2 separate regions of the Sus scrofa genome follow, and region 1 is linked to region 2. Evidence: chromatin contacts called from public Hi-C data. All regions are on one chromosome and are shown on one strand. The core of a region is the stretch at or near the end of the contact, and the rest is flanking DNA. Distances in the headings are between cores, read along the strand shown. Region 1 overlaps FECH (ferrochelatase). Region 2 overlaps ONECUT2 (one cut domain family member 2).

Region 1 (6,309 bases), core at 2,994-5,493, 120 kb before region 2:
AAGATGCATGTAAATGCTGGTACTGCCTTGTAACCTGTGCAGTGCATTTTGCCTTACATGTATCTCAGTTCTATAGTTTCAAAAAAATGAAGGTTTTAGTTCATATCTGGTAGGGCATTATTCTTTTCTATTAGATATGAGAAGGCCATGATATCAGAGGAATTGTGGGGAAGAGAAAAAGAAGTCAGTGGGGATTCCCATTGGGCCCCTTCCTCCCCACAGCTCTGGAAGCTGCAGCGGATTTGTACTTGGCCCTCGGGGAAGCAATGAGTATTATTCATTCGTGCTGTGATATGGACTCTTGCTGTCCTTCTCTTCCTTTCATTCTTCCCTCCCTCCCTCCTCCTTTCTATTTACTTATTTATGTATCTATGTATTTATTTATTTTTGTCTTTTTTTTGGTCTTTTTTTAGGGCTGCACCTGCAGGATATGGAGGTTCTCAGGTTAGGGGTCCAATCGGAGCTGTTGCTGCTGGCCTACACCACAGCCACAGCAATGCCAGATCCGAGCCTCGTCTGCAACCTACACCACAGCTCACAGCAACACCGGATCTTTAACCCACTGAGCGAGGCCAGGGATCAAACCTGAAACCTCATGGTTCCTAGTCGGATTTGTTTCCACTGCGCCACGACAGGAACTGCTATTTATTTATTTTTGTCTTTTTGGGGGCCACACCCACGGCATATGGAAGTGCCCAATCTAGGGGTCTAATCAGAGCTGTAGCCACCAGCCTACACCACAGCTCACTGCAACTCGAGATCCTTAACCCACTGAGTGAGCCAGGGATGGAACTGCATCCTCATGGATACTAGTTGGGTTCCTTAACCACTGAGCCACGATGGGAACTCCCTCCTTTCTGTTTAAAATAGGTTTTTTTAAATAAAATTTATACAGGTACATGATAAAAAAATGCAAATATTTAAAAAGTGTTTATAGTAAAAAAACAGGTTTCCCTTTCTCTTTGGACTCCTGCCTCCACTCCCTGGAAGTCAGCACTGTTACATCTGGAAATAGTGTATGTATGGGTGAACTTCCATACACTTATATACAGCTCCTCCTTTTTACTTTTCTTTTTCGTCTTTATTTATTTATTTATTTTGTGTCTGTGCCTGTGGCATGTGGGATTTCTCTGGCCAGAGATCAAACCCTAGCCACTGGATCCTTAACTGCTAGACCATCAGGGAACTCTCTAGCCAACCCATTTTTACACAGATGTGAATGTACTTACATTATTTGGGTCTTTGCTTTTTTTTTTTTTTTTTTTTTTTTTTTTAAGCTTAACAATATTTTGGAGATTATGCCATAAAAGGTAATACTCTGGCTCATTCTTTTTTTTTTCAGAATTGTACCAAATTGCATTGTATGGTCATGCCTTAATTTATTGAACTAGTGCCCACCGATGGACATGTAGATTGTTTACAGCATTGCAGTGAATGTTCTTGCACATATCTTTGCTCATGTGGGCAAGTGTATTACAAGATTAATACGCATTTACTTAAAAGGACTGCATGCGTCCTAATGTCTTATATGTCCTACTTCGTATTAGATACAGGATCAAGAGGTGTTAGATAGGAGTTAGCACACAGCCAGGGGCTCTGCATGGGTTTTGGGGGTCCTGAATCTTCAGGGCCTGCTGCTAGAACAACTTGTGGGGCAGAGGTTGCTGCTTCTTAGAGACTGTCTGGTTTTCTCTCTCTAATCTGGACCAAAAGAGCAGGCTGGTGTCAATGACTTTGACCTTCTGTTTTTAAAGCTTGATCTTATATAGGCTCTTCTTAAGATTTTGCTTATCTTCTTTTTTTACTGAGTAGAAAATGTTTCTGAGGTTGCTTAACTGGAATAAAATCTACTTACTGCAATTCCCATCATGGCTCAGCAGTAACGAACCCTACTAATATCCATAAGGACGTGGGTTTGATCCCTGGCCTCAATCAGTTGGTTAAAGGATCCGGTGTTGCTGTGAGCTGTGGTGTAGGCCGGCAGCCAAAGCTCTGACTTGACCCCTAGCCTAGGAACTTCCGTATGCCACGGGTGCAGCCCTAAAAAGCAACAAACAAACAAAAATCCACTTACCTACCTATGTGTTCAATGATTTAGTAAGCTGGGGCCATTCATCGCCAAACGCCGTACCCCCAAAATTCAGGAGCAGTACCGCAGAATTGGAGGCGGGTCCCCCATCAGGATGTGGACTCGAAAGCAAGCGGAGGGCATGGTGAAGCTGCTGGATGAGTTGTCCCCGCACACAGGTATGATGTTTCTCTGCTGACATCCCACTGGGTTTGTCCTTTTGAAGTGGTTATGAAATTCACAACACCACTGGATACCAAATACATTCCTGGGTACCAGCAGCTCTCCATCTGCGGGGGTTCCTCTGTGATGCCCAGCCACTGTGCTCAGTTCCTGTGGTGTTATCCTTTGTCCTAGGCTGCACAGCCTTTTCTGTGATTTCCTTACGTTACAAATTTTAAAAACTTAATTTTTGGCAGATTAGTCTCAAAAGGAAGTTGCCTGTGTGTGTTAAATTGAGCTGGATTATACGGAAAATGTGGCATACCATGGAAAAAGATGTGTATGTCATTGTCCTGGGAGGACGCCTTTGGGTAATGGGTGGAGCCTGGTCTGACTGCTGTTTCTTTCTGTGTGGATGCTGTTTGGCTCAGCACTTAGAGCAGGATTAGCTAGATGTCATCATAGCCATGAGGCTCTAAGCAACTTCCAGCAACTGCTTTCAGCCCTTGGCAATACCATCATCAAGAGGCATTTAAGGGCCTCATCAGGCATGGCACTAAACAGAGCATCGCACACATCTGGTGATGGTTCTCTGAGAACCTCTAACACAAATTATAATGTGCACAATGAAGTATTAACTACATGAAGGAACTCTAAGTGCCATATTTGATTGCATTGAAGACACCATTGATTGTAGGAAGTTCCATGGTTTTTATGTATCATGAAGACGCAAAAGCTCTGCCAGTTAATTTTAAGACAGAGTCTGTTGTGGACCGGCATAAGGTGGTAAAACAAACAAAAAAAATGTGCATCTTAGGACATATGAAACACATTAATTGAGGACAGGTTGGGGTTCAGGATCAGGACAGGAGTGTGACACAGTGGGGACCCTCAAGGAGAGCAGCCCCACAAGGCAGGACCAAAGCGTTTCATTGAGCATCAGCTCTAGTGACTCTGAGGGCCTCCTGTTTGCGTGGCACACGGAACTAAGGGCTCCAGCCCTTGGCAGATCCTCTCACTTGGAAAATTGTTCCATTTGTGCTTTTGAATGTTAGGTTTGCTCCCTGCCTTCACTCATGGCTGCAGGGCATTTCTTATGGTTCAGCCACACAGGACACAATGTATCTTTAAAAATAGTGGGCAAGGGAAACTTGGCTGACCTCCGCTCATACCTGGTGTGTGGGACAGGATAAAAATTCAGGAAATGTGAGCTTTTATTATTCATTGCTGGAATAGGGTTCGTGATCTGATACAAATTAAAAAGCATTAATACACTTCACACCTTCGTCTCAAATGTACAGATCAGGCATTTGAACTATCACATGTGCTAAATGAATGGACTGGAGAATAATGAAATTTTACTGTTTAAAAATCTAATTTTCCCATTTGTACCTTTTTCTTCCCTCTCCATTCTCACAAAGTGTGTTCCACTGGGCAGTGGCTCTGGGAGGAGACGAGGCTGGGCCAGAGAGTCCTGTGTGTGGGGCTCACACTGTCCAGGGGTGGTGCCCACCAGATGTGCTGCTGGTTGATAGCCAGGGAACCCCTTCCTCTCCCCGTGCTGCTGCAGGGGTAGCCAGGAACCTTTGTGAACGCTTGTTAGCTCCTCAGGGTAGACTAAGTTGGAAATAGTGCATTGTTCACTTTTTCTAAAATATGCTTTTGCAGGCCATCTGAAGTTGGACAGTTCAGAAAGCATTATCTCTTCATTCCAGAGTATTTTACTCTCTCTCACTTCCAAGAGTGATCACCGCCCTGCCTTTATCTGTGAGGGCAGCATCTGCACCTCTCTGAGTCTGTAGCATTTGAGGAACTCCCAGATCCCAGGCATTTAGGCTGCAACTTTCAACTACTGGGCAGCTATGAAAACAAGAGAAGCTGGTTGACTGTTTCAATCTGACCATTGTCATGTCTCCAAATAGATGAGAAAGCAAATTCCACTTCAGCCTCAGCTCAGAGCACCAAGAGCTCCTTAAAGATGGACTTGATGATATCATGGTAGTTGGCAGGATTATCACGAACTGTGTGTGTGATCTTTGAACAGTTCAATCAGTCATTTGGAGTTTGTTTACAGGGCCAGGCCCTCTGGTGTGTTTTAACTGTAATTCACCATATTTTATGCAAGAGACTGGAAAATTGGTAGCTTGGAAGGGAAAGACAGCTGAAAATGATTTCATCTGTGTCCCTTCCTTCCTCTTTTTGTGGTCCCCAACTGAAGAGCATCGAACCAGACTGTCCTTGCCATGCGCAGACTTGCTTCTCTCCCTGCCAGCATTCTGCTTCTCTTCTTGGCAACGTGCTCCATTGATTCAGTCCCCAGGGTCAGGTTATCTACAGATATATAAAGCACTCACATGTATACATACAACATATAAACTAATGATACATAGACATATATAGAGATGCACACAATAATTGTATTATCTTTTCCTTCACTTTTTTTTTTTTTTTTTTTTTTTTTTTTTTTTTTTTTTTTTTTTTTTTTTGTCATTTTGCCATTTCTTGGGCCGCTCCCGCGGCATATGGAGGTTCCCAGGCTAGGGGTCCAATCGGAGCTGTAGCCACCGGCCTACGCCAGAGCCACAGCAACGCGGGATCCGAGCCGCGTCTGCAACCTACACCACAGCTCACGGCAACGCCGGATCGTCAACCCACTGAGCAAGGGCAGGGACCGAACCCGCAACCTCATGGTTCGTAGTCGGATTCGTTAACCACTGCGCCACGACGGGAACTCCTCTTTTCCTTCACTTTAACCTTAATGTTTCTTGTGGCAGTTTTATTTCATGTTCTTAATTGCAGCCCCTGCTAATGCCTGGACAAGTAGCATCATCTTGGGTTTATGATTACTAAGTGTTTATAACAGTGTATTTTCAACTTCGTCCCTGAGTATAAATTGGGTATAATTATATGGAAAGATAAGGAAACAAGACTGGGTAACTTTAGGAAACTTTCTGTTTTACGATTTTATTTTATTTGTCCTTTTAGGGCTGCACCTGTGGCTTATGGAGGTTCCAAGGCTAGGGCTCCAATCAGAGCTGTAGCCGCCAGCCTCCGCCACAGCCCCAGCGATGCCAGATTCAAGTCTTGTCTGTGCCCTACACCACAGCTCACAGCAACGCTGGATCCTTAACCCCCTTCGCGAGGCCAGGGATCAAGCCTGCTTCTTCTTGGATACTAGTTTCCAACCACTGAGCCATGACGGGAACTCCCTGTTTTATTATTTTATAAATGCCTAAGAAGTTGTGTGGTTGTGGATGCATTTAAAATAGAGGAGGATAAAGAGGAAGTAAGAGAAGGAACTGGTGAAATGATGGGAGAAGGAACACAAAGACGTGCCCTACCTTGGGCCATTTAGGTGTCAGAACAATGATTTTAAAATCCACTGAGTGCCATCAGTTTAAGTGTTTGTTGTTGTTTTTTCATCTAAGTGAAGAGAATCATTTCAGTCATTTGTTATCAGTGAATTCTTATTGAGTATCCCAGAGCTTTTATATAAACTAGGTGGCCTGGGGTCTGAGGGAACAAGAGGAGGGGTCTTGGGTGCTGGAAGAGGAGGGGGAAGCGTGGAAGGAGCACAGGCTTTAGGATGGGGAGACCCATGTTATAATCTCATCTGGAACATCTGCTAGGTGTGACTTTGGGCAGGTTCATTAACCTTTCAGAGTCTGTTTCCTTATCTGAAAAATGGAATTTAAATGAGAATAAAACCTCCCAATGTCTACTGTGGTACCTGGTACCTAAAATGAGGTTATACTTTATGAATAAATGCTAGTTCTTTCCTCCCTTCTCTGGAGTATCTCTCATCTCAGCCAAGAGCAGAGAGAAAGGCACAGAAGTTTGAGGGTTATTTTCAAAATTAACTAATTTCTTTTTGGCTGTGATGTACAGCAGCTTGATGTGGGATCTCAATTCCCAGAGCAGGGATTGAACCCTGGCTGCAGCAGTGAAAGCACCATGTCCTAACCACAAGACCACCAGGAAACTCGCAAAAGTTTAAGTTTTAAAAACCATGTGCTAAGTAAAGGTGTTTGTATGTGTGTGTGTTGGGGGCAGTGTGCCGGGGGAGGTTGGTCACAGAA
Region 2 (6,205 bases), core at 3,193-5,692:
CAATTTAGGAGACCAGAGAAAACTTCCTAGAGACAAAGACCTCTAAGCCAAGATACGAAATTGAGCTTAAGAGAGCTTAGTGAGAAAAAAAGTGTTCTACGCTAAAGGAATGGCCTGGTGGAAGTACAGCATGTCTGGAGCACAAAGCCAATGAGCTGAATGATGGGAGATGAAGCCGGAGGTGAGCAGGGGTTAGTCCACTCTGTTCAGGGATCTGGACCTTCACAAATGGTCAAAGGGAGCTAACAAAGAGTTTTAAACAATGGTGTACTGTGGTCAGATTTGGGTTCCAGAAAAACCACGCTGTCTCAAGGTTGGAAATGGATGAGAAAAGGCAAGACAAGAGAGGCTGATCAATCAGGAAACTGGTGCTGCCCCCAATGAGGGCGGCAAAGGAAAGGATGGAGATAGATATTTAGGGGGTATAATCCACATGGCTAGGATGGTTGACACATGGGGTTAAAAAGGGAAAGGAGAGAGTCTGAGGTGACTTCCTGGTGTCTGGCTTGAGATTATTACAAGGAGATTATTGAAAGAGAGAGAATAAAAGAGGAGACTCATGTTTAGTGGTGGTGATGGTGATGAGGGAGAGAAGATAAGAAAAATGAGTTCACTTTGAGATAGGCCGAATTTGAGGACATCCAGACAAAGATGATCAGATGCACAAAGAAATAGGGACCTGGAACTCAGAAGAGATATCAGGGCTGTCCTCAGCATAGAGAGATCACAACCTAATGGATGCAGTCTTCCAAGGGGAGTATTTGAGTGACTAAATAAAATAGCTTAGGCCTGAATGCTGAGCTAGATGGACAGAGTAAAAGGAGCCCAGAAAGGAGACTGAGAAGGAATACCCAGAATGCCAAAGAGGAAAATAAGAGAGTACACTATTTCAGAAGTCAGAGGAAGAAAGGGAGAGGAGAGGGTGGTGAGCAGCGTGTGGCATGCCACAGAGAGGCCAACTTAGGATAAGACCTGAGAGGCATTTATTGGATTTGGTGACAAATCCTCAACAGTGGCTTTGTTAAGAGCAGGTTTAGTAAACGGGAGTGGCTGGAACCAGACAGCAAAGGGCTGGGACTGAGGGGAAGGTAAGACACAGACACTGAGTTATAGAAACTCTTTCTAGGTGTAAAGGGAAGAAAGAGCTAGAGCTAAAGCAGGTGTTGGGAGAGCATTAAAAAAAAAAAATAGGAGAGTTTGGAGCACAAAAATTCAAATGGGAAAAAGCTAATGAAGAAAAGAGTTTTTTTGGGTTTGGGTTTTTTGTTTTGTTTTTTCTTTTTCGGCTGCCCTGTGGTACGTGGAGGTCTGGGGCCAGGGATCTGATTTCAGCCGCAGGTGCAATCTATACTGCAGCTACAGCAACACTGGATCCATTTTACTCACTGTGCTGGGCCAAGGATCGAAGCTGTGTCCTGGTGCTACAGTTTAAGCACAGAAAAGGATGGGTGTACTGAGAAGGCAGGAGAGGCAGGGACCCAGAATAAAGTCAAGTAATTGGTTTTCAACAGGAAGAATGTCTCTTCCTTTTCAAATGAAAAAAAAAAAAAAAAAAAAAAGAATTCACTCTCATGCCTTGAACATGAACTGAGGTAGACTATGGAATACAACAGGAAGCTTCTGAACCCAAGACTTTAAAAAAAGCTTTTAGATTTGGAAATCTGTTGTTCTGTTTCAGGAAAGCAAAAAGTTTTCTCTCTCTCTCTATATATATGTATATATATACACACACACATACATATGTATATATACATATGTATGTATTTGGAGTCAAAGAAGATTACAGGAGAGGTCCTGTTTACATTGTAGTCTTGTCAAAAATATCTTTCAAAAACCACACAGAGCTCACTAGAAAGGAAATGCATTTAGTTACATAAGCTCCTGGAGAGTGGACTGACTTATTTTAATAAGATGCAGTGATGCATATAAAACAGACTTAAAAAAAAAAAAGGCTTTGCTTACTGTCAAATCCATGTTTTACTGGAAAAGGTTTTTGATAATGTAACCCAGCAACTAGTTACATTGAATTTGAATATCATATGACTTGAAGAAACTGTTTTAATCGGTGTTTATCAAATGGATACAAAACCAATTCTAAGGTCTGATTCAAACAATATTCCTGTTCACTTATAGGACAAACATTTAGGTACTTGGACACAGAACATGATTTTTTTTTCAATACTGAAAAATGTCTGGGGCTGGATTTTCTTCCCTTCATCCAAGAGCCACTTGGAATTTAAAGATGCATTGTCACAGGGAGAAAATTTCATTCATTATACTCTTGACTTTCTTTTAAAGTGGATACACTTGTTCCTATGCTCCACCTCCCTGAGAACCACTCTGACAATAAATTAGGCTTGAGATGAAGTTCTCTCACATAAAGCAAAGGTTTTACATTTTAATTAGCTTTGGAAAGTCAAGGGCCATTTTACTAGAAACCTAAAGAGATGGGAATTGTGCCCAATCACAGACCCAAAAGGACCTACATGCCTCCTTTCTCGGGAATAAAAACACGAATAAAGCAGAGCAACTGGCTAAAAATGTCCAGAATAAGGGGTTAGCACCTAATGTCAGCTTTTACCCTGGCCAGGGACATATAACTCCATTGCGTGGTCTCAAGGAAGTGACTCAATCCTTGACCCACAGAAGCAGTGGAGAGGTTCCTCTTAAATAGAATCCTACCAAGGAAAACTCTCAAGAAATCAAACCTACTTTCTAGATTTATTGGAGGTAGTGATGTTCCATTGTTGGCTCTCCTGGCAACATGATGGCTGATATAATGTGAGAATCTGTTAAAGAAAAGCTCATTTTCAAAAATCACGACTAGGTATATGGTGGGGAAAAAAAATCCATTTTTGTATCTCTGTGTGCAGGGCACCCAGACCATAAACCTTGAAAGTAAATCCTAAATGTGAAGTACTGTTGAGAGCTGCAATCAGTGCCTTCAGAAGTCAGGAACATGGAGAAAAACAGTTCAACCCTCCCCCCACCCCCAGTAATGTTTTTTTCTCTTCAAAAGGAAAGGGTCCTTTAGCATCTTTTGTCCTCTTACTGCCACAACCTCCTCTTGCTTTATTATTGCTGATAATCACACACAGATAATCAAAGCCATGGACTGCTAAAGGAAAATCTGAGGCTCTGTTCTGTTTGGGGCTCTGAGATCTAGAGAGCTGGAGCTACTGATTAGGGTCTTGCACACATTTAATCTGGTAGAGGACCCATCTCCCTTTTTTGGGTTGAGATGCAAACTCGCTCAGACTGCAGCTTGGGCGAGCAGGCTCTTGAGCTGTTCCATGGCGCTGTTCGTGGTGCTGAAGCCTGCACTGGGGCGGGAAGGCAGCAACCCACCCACAGGTGCGCTGGGCTGCCAGGGGCTCCGGAAACAGCTGCCGCCCACAGGGCTACAGTCAGCTCCACAGTTTGGCTCTGAGTGGCTTACTTCTCTGCAACTGCAAAACAGCTAGTTCACTTTTTCTCTTCCCTGGGGTTTCACAGAGCCTACCTCTGGCTCCCTGATTTGGCGTCTCTCCTGATGTCCTCCCTGCCCATACTAATTTTTTCACCTTCTCTCCTTTGTACAAAATTTTGTCTTTGCAGGGCACCTTACTGTCGGTACAGCCCTCACTGGCACCATCAACTGAGCCATTTCTCTTACACGCATGTCTGTTCCTCTTCTCTCCCACAGATATTTCTTGCTTTCTCTGCCCCTCCTCTCCCCACTTTCTAACTAAGCAGGAAACTATACAATGTACAGGGTGGGTGAGTCACCTTATCCATCACAGCAAAACTGCTGATTTCTCCTCGGCAACAAATGAAAAGAGGCAGAAATTTCAAGGAAAAAAAGAGTGGTGGTCAGGAGGGTGGAGAATGGAGACACAAATACTAAGAACAAAGTGAAGGAAGGTGCTTGGGCCTTGGGGGTGCAAGGCTTACTGCAATTAGAAGACTCCCAGCAGGTGGCAGTCTAGCTCAAGGTGTTCTTGGTAGAAGCCTCGACTGTGCTTCTGGCTCCACCTCAAGGCTTCTTTCTGCTGAACAACCCCCTCAGCCCTGTTTGGAGATCTGTCTTCCTCTTGATCCAAGCACTTATCCAGATTTTATTCCTGCTAAAAAGCAACGTCTGCACAATTCTGTTTACTGTAATACACAATGATGGAGGGAACAGAAATAGAAAAGAGAGGGTCAGTGGGAGGAATTTTTTTCATGTTGTGATTGATGGTGCTCAGATCAAAACTGTGTAATCATCAATAACATGATTCAGCAATTGGGAAATGTAAACAAGTTGTGCAAATGCTTGCTTTGGTCAAAGCCCCGGGCCCCTGGGGATCGGGCCAAGCTCAGGGAGGGTGATGCCAGCAGGATGCCTCTTCCCTACTACTCCGGCAAAGCTGGCTGCGCCTACAGCCCGACTGGTGTGACCTTTGGCTTTTGCAACACGCATGCGGTTGGGCTGGGGTTAATGGCACTTTGCAAGGAGCTCCAATTGAGTAAACAAAAAATGCCTTGCCCTGGTTCTAATGGAGCACATTATTCTGAGGCCTAAGCCTTCATCCAGGCCCCTGCAGCTGCTCTGCAGGTCAGTGCTACCAATAAAGCAATTAGCCAATGAGAAAACTCTTCTTCCCTGAGGGGGACTCAGGGGTTTTGTTGCAGTTGCTGCGCTTTGCTTTGGGTTTTTAAACAAGCAATCCAAGGTGATGTGAGCCTCTTACATCACGCTCCAGGATGAGGACAGTGAAACTGTGTGTTTGTTGAGTGTGATATTTTAAGGGACTGGTCCCTTGTTCAACACAGCCTGGAGAGCTCACTGGTTCCTGTTCAATTAACCTGAACCATAGCTGAACTCTGCCCTTTGAACTCACTCAGTAGATAAATACATTAGCTCACCTAAGGAATCATTAATATTTTTCAATCACATAAAACAAACATGAATGTCTGAACACAACCCAAGAGATAGCCAATTAGGAATAGTGCATGGAACATGTTGAAAAAAATCACAAATGGATTTTATTTACAGAACAAAAGGGGTCAAGGAAGAAATAAAACGATCATGCCAACAGTCCTGGAAACAAAGAGGACTTTCATTTTCATATCTGCAAACATGAGGGATACTGGGCAATATTTAATAACTCCCGTTCCATCTACATTGCTTTATTAAAAAAAAAAAAAGTATCTTACTCCTGGTCTAGTTTCTACACACTTCCAACTCTAAGACCCTTCTCTTTTAAAGTGACTTCAGTGTCCATGCTCATATACAGAGCCCCCAAATTTGCTTTTCTGGGGACAATCTAATTCCCAATTTGCTACAAATGGACCAAAATAACTTTGTGGTGATATTACCGCTTTTAAGTGAACCAGTTTAAATGAATCAAGCTAGTGGCTTGATTGAAATAATTTTACAGTAGAAAATGATGTGTCTCTGATGTTGCTATTCTAGCATATAAACAGATTTTGTTTCGGGGAGAGAGAGAGGGAGGGATAAGTGGGGGGAAGAGATGCTAAATGCATCTATTTTGTCTTTATCCCTGCATGTCATCTTAGAAGAATGAGAAAAACATCCCCAACCGAGTCATTACACATTTCAGTTTGATTCAATTTCACTTTCCACAATTCTGCCTCCTGACTCCTCTCTTTCAACCCCCTTTTCATTTTTGTTTGGTTTGGAGTGTGGGCTTAATGCCCAGCTATCCTAGATGAGAACACTTAAAGGAATATCACAAGCACGAAGGGTAAATCTATTGAACAAGGGTCTTTAACTATGTGGTTTCCTTAAAGGGAAAGGTTGGATCAATAGGATCAATATGAAAGGTTTCCCTGGCCCTGCATAAAAGGGTAAGGGCTTCTCTTTTCACTGGTTTAACTTTACTCTCTGACAAATGCAAATCAATGGATCTGTGTTTACAACAGATTCCCTAACAGACCCAACTTGGGTAAAGCCCAGAGCCTTGCCCTGCGGGTGGGGAGACCAAGCTTGCTCTAGAGAAATGCTCTACAGCAGAACTTCGTGCTCAAGGCCCTGGGGGTGGAGTAGGCTTTCTGTCCACTGGGATCCTGCTGCTGCTGCCTGTGGTCTTTCCAAAAAGGATAGAAAAAAACGGAGCACCAAATAGGTCTCCCCAAAGATGTCTCAACCCAAAATAAATATAAAGCCCAGATTCCTATGATCTGGTGAGCCAGTTAACCTTGTCTCCTACAACACAGATTT

Evidence for each region. A called contact is a pair of places that touch in the nucleus more often than the background predicts.
Region 1: a contact with region 2 is called in a Hi-C map of liver, with 5 times the contacts expected there. The contact joins two enhancer-like sites. A contact is called at or near these places in 1 of 5 promoter capture datasets (liver) and 4 of 47 Hi-C or Micro-C datasets (epiblast stem cells, fetal liver, liver and 1 more).

What each region holds. Positions count from the first base shown.
Region 1 is chr1:106,877,520-106,883,828 of Sscrofa11.1, reverse strand. FECH (ferrochelatase) reads left to right here. Exons shown (of 11, transcript NM_001170523.1): 4 at 2,099-2,247. Among named protein-coding and RNA genes, the nearest start is that of FECH, 18 kb to the left of the region's middle. Within about 2 kb of position 4,243, at least 4 of the 83 cell types and tissues checked have an H3K27ac peak or open chromatin away from gene starts, as enhancers often do. A contact at or near this core is called in fetal liver and liver, where this site is marked.
Region 2 is chr1:106,760,233-106,766,437 of Sscrofa11.1, reverse strand. All of the region lies in intron 2 of ONECUT2 (one cut domain family member 2), which reads right to left. Among named protein-coding and RNA genes, the nearest start is that of ONECUT2, 12 kb to the right of the region's middle. Within about 2 kb of position 4,442, at least 5 of the 83 cell types and tissues checked have an H3K27ac peak or open chromatin away from gene starts, as enhancers often do. A contact at or near this core is called in fetal liver and liver, where this site is marked.